Linked DNA regions of Mus musculus: region 1 is linked to region 2. Evidence: chromatin contacts called from public HiChIP or PLAC-seq data. All regions are on one chromosome and are shown on one strand. The core of a region is the stretch at or near the end of the contact, and the rest is flanking DNA. Distances in the headings are between cores, read along the strand shown.

What was found. HiChIP or PLAC-seq counts read pairs in DNA pulled down with a chosen protein or histone mark.
Region 1: an H3K4me3 HiChIP or PLAC-seq map of intestinal villus epithelium shows a contact between it and region 2, with 12 read pairs. The contact joins the promoter of Notch4 here to the promoter of Btnl4 in region 2. A contact is called at or near these places in 1 of 39 promoter capture datasets (macrophages), 1 of 15 datasets of contacts at CTCF or cohesin (the NIH/3T3 cell line), 2 of 484 Hi-C or Micro-C datasets (bone marrow-derived macrophages and liver), 4 of 115 datasets of contacts at active chromatin or transcription factors (cardiomyocytes, embryonic stem cells, intestinal crypt epithelium and 1 more) and 2 of 9 other capture datasets (adipose tissue and macrophages).

The regions. Positions count from the first base shown.
Region 1 is chr17:34,561,791-34,567,379 of GRCm38.p6, reverse strand. It overlaps Notch4 (notch 4), which reads right to left and starts at 3,085. Exons shown (of 30, transcript NM_010929.2): 1 at 2,871-3,085; 2 at 1,998-2,079; 3 at 1,612-1,907; 4 at 1-38. The coding sequence starts at 2,934.
Region 2 is chr17:34,474,263-34,480,037 of GRCm38.p6, reverse strand. Btnl4 (butyrophilin-like 4) reads left to right here and starts at 4,101. Exons shown (of 9, transcript NM_030746.1): 1 at 4,101-4,185; 2 at 5,684-5,775. The coding sequence starts at 4,101.

The DNA of each region.
Region 1 (5,589 bases), core at 1,836-4,335, 88 kb before region 2:
GTTGGCTGAGCAGAAGTCTCGGAGCTGGCATTGCTCACCTGCAGCAGGGCACAGGGTTGGAGTGGGGGAGGGGGCGGTTTCAGGCACTGCCCTGTCTATTTTATGCGTTGAAGTGTGCTCAGCGGTCTGTGTGCAGGAGCCCTGCCTGCGTTCCCCGTCTCCCACCTGTTTTCTCAAGCCCATTTACCCTGGTGCTCCCTGGCCTGTCTTTGTTCTGCTGTACATTAGGTAGGAGGCTTGTGTGTGGATTGCTCACACCCTCTACTTTGGAAAGCACATGTAGCTAACAGTGGGAGTTTTACAAATTGCTTGGGACAAGGGTTCCCTGCAGTGGTACCCTGCTGGGTCACTTTGCCTCTCTGAGTGAATTTCTTGTTGTTGTTGCTATTATTGTTCACATTTTGGTTTTCTTTAAGTCAAGATCTAATATCAGCATTATCTAAAGATGACTTCAAACTTCTCCTCTTTCTCCTTTTTTGACGCAGGGTCTCTCTACATAGCCCTGGCTGTTCTGGATCTTGCTCTGTAGACAACACTACTCTCTAACTCACAGAGATGCTCCTGCCTCTGCCTCCTGAATGCTGGGATTTACTACACCGCCCAGCCTGACTTTGAGCTGCTGATCCTCCTGCATCTACTTCTTGAGTATGGGCGTGTGTTCCAGCCTCTGCAGCTGAATAATGCACCATTGCATCAAATGCTGGCATCCATGCATGCTGGGCTAACACTCTGCCAGCTCAGCTACCACCTCCAGCCCTGCTTTCTACTCTTTTGTTTCTCTCCTTCCATGGTATTGTGTGGATCCCACAATTGAACTCAGGTTGCCAGGGTTGGAAGCAGGTGCTACCTACGGAGCAGTCTTGCTGGCCCGACTGTCCCGTTCTTTACTTTTTTCCATTTTACAGATTTTTTTTACATGTTTACGAGTGTTTTGCATATGTCTGTATGTCTGTGCACCACATGTGTGCCCAACACCTGCAGTGGCCAGAAGGTATGTCTTTGAGGGAGTTTACAGATTGGGAAAATTGAAGTGGGGAAAGCTACTCTGAATGTGGGCAGCACTATTCCCGTATTGCTGTTCCGGACTTGCATAAAAAGCAAGCAAGCCGTGTACCAGCACTTATCTACGTCTGTGTGCTAGTTAGTTGTGTCTACCAATTTGCCACAACCCAGATCACCGGAGAAGAAAGCCTCAGTTGAGGAATTGCCTAGGTCAGGTTGCCCTGTGGGCTTGTCTTTGGGATCCTCTAGACTGATAATTGATGCAGAAGGGCTCAGCCCACTGTGGGCAGCACCATTCCCTATGCGTGGCATCATTCCCTAGGTGAGGGTCTCAAACTATGCATGGCAGGAGAACGCTAGATGAGACCAAGCAAGCAAGGGTGTTGCCGTTCTCTCTGCTCTTGACTGTAAATCTTGTATGATCTGGCAGCTTTGGGTTTCTGTTCAATATTAGGCTGTCACCTCTACCAGGACTTCCCTACCAGGATGCTGAACCCTCAGACCTTGAGCCTGGATAAAGCCTTCCTTCCTTCAGGCAGCTACTGCCATTGTGGGGAGTTGAGTCACAGCAACAAGAATGACTTACAGGCTCCTCCTGATTGTACTTACCTGTCCACCCAGGCTCGCAGGAGCACTGTGGGCGGCCTGAGGCCTGAACATAGCAGTGACCCCCGTTGGAACAGAAAGAAGGTGGACAGAGCTCTTCCAGATGGGTTTGGCATCGATCACCGGTGAAGCCAGAGGGGCAGGTGCAGGAGAAGTGAGGGGTCAGTGGAGAAGTAGGACTACGGGAGCTTGGGGGTGTGGGGAGCAGGGCTTGGCAGCTGCCACCATTCTTGCAGAGTTGGGTATCCCTGCAGGGGTCAGGAAACTGGCAAGTCTCACCCAGAAATCCAGGGGCACACCTAGGGGTAGAGGGACATTTCAGGCCAGTGATTCCCCCTCCTCCTCCCCGTCCTGTCTCCCCAGGTCCCGCTCCTATGATGCACACTCACTGGCAGATCCCTTGTCCCCGAGATAGCCTCAGGCAGGTGCCTCCGTTGGCACAGGGCTCTGGGGATCCTCCACACAGAAGCTCTGGAGAAGAGACTGGAAGATGAGATGGAGCCCAGGGTCCAAGGGTCTCCAGATGGCTTGCCCTTCCTCCACCAGGTCCTCCTTACAGGCCACTGACCAGCAGCTCAGCACTCCCCCACCCCATGTTACCCAGGTGCATGGTGCTCTATCATTCTCTCTCTCTCCTTCACACCCCAGTCCCAGTCTCCACAGGGTCCCCTTGTCCCAGCCTTGTCCCAGGCCTTCCATTCATAGCTTGTTATTCTTCCCACCCCTTTCCTGTTTATTCTCCAGTCTCCCAAGTTCAGCCCAGCTCCATCCCCCGGAAGCAGGGCAACAGGGCTTAGGAGGGAGCCAAGAGCGCTCCTGGGATGTGAATGGCTGAGACACCTAAGGGATTTCCTTCAGGAAAGGCCAGCAATGAGCCACTGGGGTTGGGGACATCTGGACAGAAAGGGAGCCGGTGGGCTCTTCTCTGTCTCCATCTCTTGCTTCTCACTCCTCTCTTCCCCATATCAGGCAGTCCATTTTTTCTCCTGTTTGTCTGTCTGTTCCTCTTACTTCAGAACCAGCTGGCTTCTCCCTGGGCATGGACACCCTCCTTCCCACCCAACAGCAGGCACCACCCCTAGCACCAGGCACAAACCTGGGTCTCCTGTAGCCCCGGAGTCAGTCAGCCCTCCCTGCAGGTTGTCCCCATTAGAGGGGACAGAATCTCCTCCCTCCAGTGTCCTTTCAGAGCCTGGGACTTGGCTTTCTTCCCTGACCTCACCAAGCATCTCCCCAAGAGAGATATGCCCCCACCCCCTCACCTCTGGTCAGGATGACAGGGAAATTGAGTGGCAAGAGCAGCAGCAGCAGCAACTGGGGCTGCATTCCAGAGCGCCTGCCCCTGGCCCGGATCTCCTCTCCCTCTTCAGGCAGGGACCCTCAGAGCCCTTGTGGCCAGGCAAGGCCACCTCCTCTGCCTCTACCGCCCTTCTTCCTCCTGAGCCTGCTGCACGCCTCAGTCTGAGCTGTTTCCTGAGTCACACAATGTCCTGGACACCCTACTGATGGGGGGTGGGGGGAGCGAGAGGTTGGTGTGTGTGTGAAGGAAGACAAGGGAGAGTAAGAGAGGGGCGTGGCTGGCCGGGAGGGGAGCTGGTTTGCTCTTAGGGCCCAGGGTGGGGGGTCAGCCAAATGGGGGAGTTCCTGTCATTTTAATGGTCAATACGGCTTCCTTTTCACAGGACTGGGAGTGGCAAGGGAATGCTACTGTGACCCAGGAAGGGCAGGTCTTAGACAGAGGTGTTGGGACAAGGGGAGGATTCTCAGTTTCTGGTGTGACACACCCTCTTTTCAAAGGAGCAGCAACGTGTCTTGAACTGAAACCGGTCACTTTGGCAAACCCAGGGGATCTTTAGACCTTTCCTTGGCTCTTTCTGGGGGTGTTAGTTTTTTTTTTTTTTTTTAAAGATTTATTTATTTATTTATTTATTTATTATATGTAAGTACACTGTAGCTGTCCTCAGACACTCCAGAAGAGAGAATCAGATCTTGTTACGGATGGTTGTGAGCCACCATGTGGTGGCTTGACCTTCGGAAGAGCAGTCGGGTGCTCTTACCCACTGAGCCATCTCACCAGCCCGGGGTGTTAGTTTTTTAAAAAGGTATTTTGAGACAAGATCTCACTGTGCGCAACATCCTGGCTGTGCGAATCGTCCTGGCTGGCCTGGAACCTGTGGGATCCTTCTGCAGCTGCCACCTGGGTGCTGAGGTTACAGGCACATGACTCCATGCCTGGCTTTTTCCTGGGGAGTGGACAGGACGCTGGGCCCTCCTCCGAGTGGAGACGGAACCCAGGCTTCCCGTGTTCTACACTGATACTTTACCACGAGTCTGGAGGCTTGGCCTTCCTTCAGAGAGGAATGTAAAATATTGTCATTACCAATAACAAAGGGACACTCTATTTCATCCACCTCTACCTCTCTCCTCCACAAAGGATGCTGGGGTACAGTCAAGATGTTAGTCAAGACATAAAATTTAAGTCATCTATAAAAAAAGACAACCATAAAGGGAATTCATTACCCCCAAAAGTTCATGCTACCTCCTTTTATCTTTATTAAAAGCAAGCAAGCAAACAAACAAACCCAACCAACCAACCAAATAAAAAACAAAAACACAAAAAAAACAAAAAAACCTCAACTTTGGACAAGGTCTCATTCTGTAGCCCAGGCTGGCCTGGAACTCACCAGGTAGTGGAGGCTAGCCTCAAACTCACGAGCATCCTGCCCCAGTCTCCTAAGTGCTGGGATTACAGTGTGTGCTATAATGCCCAGGGCTCACTCTCCCTGAGGACCCAGCACAGCTTTGGAGTCAGCCATTCTTGGAGCTCTGCAAGCTCTAGGTACGGCCCAGGGTGGAGGAGCTGTCTGCAGGAGCAGGTTGCTCAGCCTCGAGCAGTCCTGGAAGCTGCCTGCAGTAGGATCTGCCTGCTAGGAACACTGACAGTGTGCCCCCACCCCCACCAGGCTGGCCTTGAACTTGCTGTGTTGGTGAGGATGACCTTGAACTCCTGATGCTCCTGCTTCCATCTCCTAATTGCTAGGATTACTGCTGTGCACCGATGTCCCCTTTGTTTACACTGCATTGGAAATCAAACCCTGAGCTTCATGCACCCTGGGCCAGTCCTGGTTCACTGAGCCACTACACACACACACACACACACACACACACACACACACACATATGAATATATATATATTCATATATATGTGTGTGTATACATATATACTATTATATAATATATATATACTATATTATATATAATCATATAATATATATTATAATATATAATCATATTTAGCCTTATATTGGGAATTTAGTCAGCTATTTGGTTTTACAGATGGCTCTAAACTTTGAGACTGTCTGATGTTTGAGGTGTTTTGGGGGGATGTTTGGTATCAAACCTAGGGCCTCATATGTGATAAGCATGTGCCCCACTACAGAGCTAACTGCACCCCCCCCCCCCCATCACTCTTAACCGCTTGCCTAGGGCTCTACCATATAAGCCCTAGGTCACTTCAACTAGTTTCCTATTGAGACTTGTCAGAGAGGGCGTCCGTTTTCAACAGGATCAACTGTTTTGCAGGAACTAGAGCTTACACATCTGTGTGGTTGCCTGCTTTCTTAGGCTAACTGGGAGTAAACTCATGAGCCTACAGATGACCATGGAATGAAAACTTGGTCATTAAGCCTTGGCAGCATCCTCCAGCAGACAGTGCAGGACTTTCTATTCCAGTGAGTAATGTCTGCGTATGTCTTACTGTTGCCAGATCTCCAGTTCTTGCTCTTCATTCGACTTCTTGCCACAATGTCTCTTTGTTGCTTCAAAATTGCAGTTGTGCTGGTTAAGGCAGGAGGACTGGAATCTAAGGCCAGCCTGGGAAGACTTCATCTCAGAATAGTGTTTTTTTTTTTTTTTTTTTTTTTGTTTTGGTTTGGTTTGTTTTTTTTTTTGTTTTTTAATTAAACTGCGGACAACCCCAC
Region 2 (5,775 bases), core at 2,852-5,351:
TGTGTTTCATCTGCAGAGCTGAGGGAACCTGGGTGGGGCTGGTAGTGCAGTCCATACAGAGCTTAAAGCTGGATAGCAAAATCCCCACTCTACAGATTGTTCTACTTCAAACTGAGCAAAACTCCTCCAAGTGTGTCCTCCAGTTTTGCCTGTTACTTAATTCCATATGTCCTCAAATTGACTACCAAGAATCACATCTGATACCAGTTTGCCAGAGCTACCCACGTACCATATTCATTGTCTCCTCTTTATGCTACAAGTGATAGTGATCAAAAGTCACCCGAAATAGAGCACTTGAGGGAAGCCTTTTATTGGTCTCAATGCAAAAAATTCTTTATGGGGCTGGAGAGAGGTCTTAGTGGATCATAGTGCTTAGTGTTCTATCTTTCTTTCTTATCTTTTTTCTTTTTTAAAAGATTTATTTATTATATTTATGGGAGTACACTGTAGCTGTGTTTAGACACACCAGAAGAGGGTATCAGATCCTATTACAGATGGTTGTGAGTCACCATGTGGTTGCTGGAAATTGAACTCAGGACATTTGGAAGAGCAGTCAGTGCTCTTAACTGCTGAGCCATCTCTCCAGCCTGTGCTTACTGCTCTTGTAGTGGACCCTGGTTCCTTTCCCAGCACCCACAGAACTGTGCACACATACCGGCAGTTCCACTTCACCTGCTCCTAACACCCCCTACTGACTCTGTGAGCACCAGGCACACATGAGATGCACATAAGGACATTCAGGCCAAACATGCTTCCACACTGAACAAGAGTGAATCTCTGAAAAGGATCCTTCATCTGTTATTGGGTGTATAGGGTGGGCACATATGTGAATACAGTCAAGTGGGAACCAGTGTGCCCTGTCATGGCTCACTTGTGAAGGTCACAGGATGGTGGTCAGGTCTTTTCTCACCCTCATGTGGGTCCACGATCAAACTCAGGTTGTCAGGCTTGGTGGCTAATGCTTTTTATCTATGTAATCATGATGTCACCTCTTGTTCTGCTGTTGATATTTCCCCCCCCCCCCTCTGTCTCTCTCCCCCTCCCTCCCTTTTCTTTCTTTCTTTCTTTCTTTCTTTCTTTCTTTCTTTCTTTCTTTCTTTCTTTCTTTCTTTCTTTCCTTCCTTCCTTCCTTCCTTCCTCTTTCCTTCCTTCCTCCCTCCCTCCCTCTCCCTCCCTCCCTCCCTCCCCCTCCCTCCCTCCCTCCCTCCCTCTCTCTCTCTCTCTCTCTCTCTCTTTCTTTCTTTCTCTTCCTTTCCTTCTTTCATTTCCCTTTTTCTTTTTTCTTTTTGAGTGAGGAGTTCACTACAGAGGTGGCCTGGACTGGATGCGTAGACCAGGCTGGGCTAAAACAGACAGAGATCCTGTGTTCCACCATTGCTGGTATTAAAGATGTGTGCTGTATCACTCAGGATCCAGAGTTTGAGACAGGGTTCACATAGCTCAGGCTGACCTTGAACTCACTATGTAGCTAAGGACAGCTTGAGTTCCTGATCCTCCTGCCTCTACCTTCTGAGAAGTTATGTTTCTGTTTACAGTTATGGTTAAGGTTAGTGTTGTTAGGGTTAGAGTTAGTGTTAGGGTTAGGGTGAGGGTTATGGCTAGTTTTAGGGTTATGGTGATGGTTGGTGTTAGGGTTGTTAGGATTTGTGTTAGGGTTAGCGTTAGGGGTAGAGTTCTTTGGGTTCAGGTTATGGTTATGGTTAGGATCATTACGGTTTGGGTTATTGATATGATTAGTGTACACAGTTTAGGTCCTTTTGTTTTGTTTTGTTTTGTTTTTGTTTTTGTAGTTGTTGTTGTTGTTTTTTTTTTTTTTGTGACAGGGTTTCTTTGTGTAGCCCTGGCTGTTCTTGAACTCTCTCTGTAGACCAGGCTGTCCTCGAACTCAGAAACCCGCCTGCCTCTGCCTCTGGACAGCTGGGTAAAGGCATGTGCTGCCACTGCCCGGCCCCAAGGTCATGTTTTTATACAAGCAATCATCTCTGGCTTCTTTATTAATTCCTATCGTCACTACAGCTGGCTTGACTTTGATGCCCCGTGTGAAGACACAATGCACATCCCATCCAGGTCTTCTCAGCGTCTTCTAAGGCTCTCTGACCTGCTCCTGGTCATTGCCTTCACCTGTCATCCCCTTTGGAAGCCATAGGCTGGGGACTCTGGAGGAGATAAAGTTTGTTTACATCCAGGCACCTGGAGTCCAAGGTCCCTGGCAGGTTCCTGCTTAATCTGTGATCTGGGTGCTGGGTTTGGGCTGGGCTGCACACAGGGCAGGGATTTTGGCAGAAACTACGTGTTTCAGGAAGACATACCTTCCCCTCATCTTAGTAGTTACTGGAGCTAGATCTAAGCTCATGACACCATCTCTGTTTGGAGATGTGACAGGAGTTGATATAACTCTGTTGTGTGCAGACATGAGCTGCTCCTGATGCTTAAAATGGATTCAATAAAGTTGTGTTGTCTTTTTTGTATCATCTTTTAGCATTCCATAAAGTGTAGGTCTGAGAAGTCCCTCCATTGGACAGGGTGTGTAGTGGTGGGATAGGGGTGTGGTTGGGGTGGTGAGGTGAACCTTCACCTCTTCCTGACAGAACATCACATTCAGAAGGAACATACGCCCAGGTCACATTACTGTAGCTTTCAGTTTCCGTGGCTGAAACTCTAATTGCTCTGTGGCTCAAAGGGCACTGCTTGAATAGGCAGTGACTCTGTTCCTGTTCCTGCCATCTTCTCTGCTGCTGTCTCTCTTGTCCTCATGGTGGACACTGTGCCTGCCCTGTCTCCACAGCTGCTGTCTCTGTAGTCATCGTGGTCTCTGGAGAGGCTGTGACAACTTGAGTCAGGCTGCACTTCTTGTCTGCTGCCCTAGAAACCATGATCCTGGACCTGAGGCAACCCAAGGCTGGCACTGAGGCGAGCAGAGCTTAGAGCTGTGAGAACCTCTTGGAGAGGGGATGAAGTGTGAGAAGAGGATTTGGGGTCTGCTGGGTCCCCTTGGCCCTGAGCTTCTCCTGATGAAGTCACAGCCTTTCAAAGCTGGGGGCAAAGAAAAGCAGGTAGGTGGGCACTAAAGGCAGCTGGGGCCTGCAGAAGGAGCAGAAAGGAGGTTATGCTGAGTGAGTTTCAGCAGGTCACCTCCCTGGTGTCTGAGCCTGAAGGCAGCTCAGAACTCCCTATATTTGTCCTTCTCAGGCCTTTGGCTCCCCCCCCCCCCCCCGTGGTTTGGGAAGAAAAGTGTTTTCTCCTTCTCTCTCTCTTCCCCCCCCCCCCCCCCACTCTCTTTGGCCTGGTAACTCAGGCCTGCCCTGAGCCCTCCCCTGCCCAACACCCAACTGCCCCAGTCAGCCTGCCTGCTCTGGCCTCTCTCCTGTTCTTTTCAATTGTGTGTACACTCAGCTTGGTCATTATCAACAGAGACTATGAGAGTAAACCTGTGCTGTGGGGCATGTGTGTGTGGCACCTGCTGAGTCTGGGTGTAACCTGGAACCATGGCGGGGCTGGTCTGGGACAGAAGCATACACAATCTCCAAAGCCAATAGCTAGGATAAGGCATTTGTGATGGGCCTGTCAGCATTCTTGGAGAACTGTGTGTCTCTGAAGATGCTGGTAAGGGGCTGGTCACAGTTGTGGAGCCATAGAATATCGGGTCCATTCTATTCCCAAGGAAGAGTCATAGGCTCCATGTCTTGGGGTCACAGGCACTTTGTGCATAACAGGGAGTTGTTGTCATGGTGTCTACACTGGCTTCTCCTCAAGGCTCTGAGAAAGGAAGGGCCTATAATTCGGAGTAGAGTTTGGCTGCCCCTGAGCTGGGGCTGAGGTGGGAAGGAAAGGAATAGCTTCCACGAAATGACTTGTGTGTCCCTAGCTGCCCAGTCTGCCCAGGGTTGAGAGGAGTCCAGGCCGGGCTGTTTGTCAGAGTTGGGTTGTGTGGAGCCTTCACCCTGTGAGCACTGATGTGTTTCAGTCCTGTGGGCTGATCTCCTGCCCTGAGCAATGCTGGCTCTGATGAGGGGTCCAAGATCTGGGTGGATCTGGCCTCTTACCTCCTGCCGCAGGGTGTTGATCTGCCTCTCCTGTTTTTCTCTTCAGTTCTGCTGGACATGGAAAATCACCGCAAGCCCTCTCTGCTCTTCCATGTCCCCTGTCTGTTTGTCCTTACACAGCTGCTTAGCTGGGTGACCACACGTGAGTCTGTCCTGGTCTGTCTTCCCATGTCTCCCTGCAGTGGGTTTGAGCTGCCAGGTTCTCTGTAGGTCAGATGTACAGGAGACCCATAGAAATCTGGCATACAAGATTTCATCTTTCCATTTACATTGTGTGACTAATAAAAATATCAGGTGACAATGTGTGCATCAGCCTTTGAGAGGCTGACACTGGAATATTGTAAGTCCTTGGCTAGCCTGAGCTCCATAACCAGACCCTACCTGGGGATCATAGTTGGGATAGCCTTGGACAGACAGTGTGCCTGGGGTGTGAGGAGCTGCAGAGGCCAGTGCTGCAATTACTCAGGGAGAGAGATGCAGGAGCTGTGTTGGGGAGGACTGAGTTGGGAGCAGGCCTGGGGGCTTGGTGATCCCTGGTGGGAAAAGCAGAGTCAGGACTGAGCCTTGAGCAGAGCAGAGACAGGATTTGACTCCATGTTAGGGTCATAGACGTGGGGTTGGGTGACAGCAGACAGGTGTCCTGGTCTCTCCAGTGGCAGCAGTGTGCTAGACACAAGTGGAGCAGTGCAGAGTGACAAGGAGCTCTTAGGGCCACAGTGCCTGTGTCAAAGTCCTCCAGTTTAGAGGGCCAAGGGTTCCCAGTGTGAGGCAGTCAATCTTCCTTCTTTATCAAAAAGTTATCGGGCACCTGGAATCAGGTGGCTTTTTTCAGAGAAGTATACTTTGGCTGTGTATGCTTTATTTAATGTGTTTGGGCATTTCCGCTGAATGTATGTCTGTGTAACATACACCTGTATTCTTTATGGCCACAGAATCCAGAAGGGAGTTATAAGTAGTCATGATCCATCCTGTAGGTGCTGGGAATTGAACCTGTATCCTCTAGAGGAATCTCCTGTATCTTAGTTGTTCTGCCATCTCTTCAGCCTCAGCTCTCTGTTTTAATATTCACATTATTCAGTGGATGAAGAAATTGGCTGATAACAGGATTAGGATTGGGTGTTGGAACTTCCCTGGGTCTTGTATGAGATCAGCCAGTTACACCCGTGTCTCCCAAGGTGTGGCCATATACTTGATTGTGTGAGCATCTGTAGTGATCTTTATAAATTTATGATCTTGAACCCACCCAAACATACTGAGGCTAGAGCTCTCAGTGAAGAGTCAGTTCCCTGAAATGCTCTGGTGACCAGGTACATGAAGGCTGGAGAAAGAATACACAAGGGATTCCTTCATGGAAGGGTCTGTGGTCAGGGACACAGGCAGAAGTGTGTTTTTGTTGTTGTTGTTGTTGTTTAGCTTTTGTTTTGTTTTGTTTTGTTTTACATCATTTATGGGGTGCACTGCTATGTCCAAAGGTTACTTGTACATTAGTGAATTAGTTTGTCATGCATGCCTAGTGCACAGTGCATAGAGCAACTCCATCTATCCCTTGCTTTCTGCTGGGATGATATTCCCCTTTAGAGTGTGTTCTCTGCATCCTCCTGTGTCTTTCCAGCCTCTCACTGCTACATCTGTGTCCACAGAGGAGTTCCGGGTCTTTGGTCCCTCAGACCCCATTGTGGCTGCACCAGGTGGGGAAGCCATCCTTCCCTGCTCCGTGTTTCCAGCCATGAAT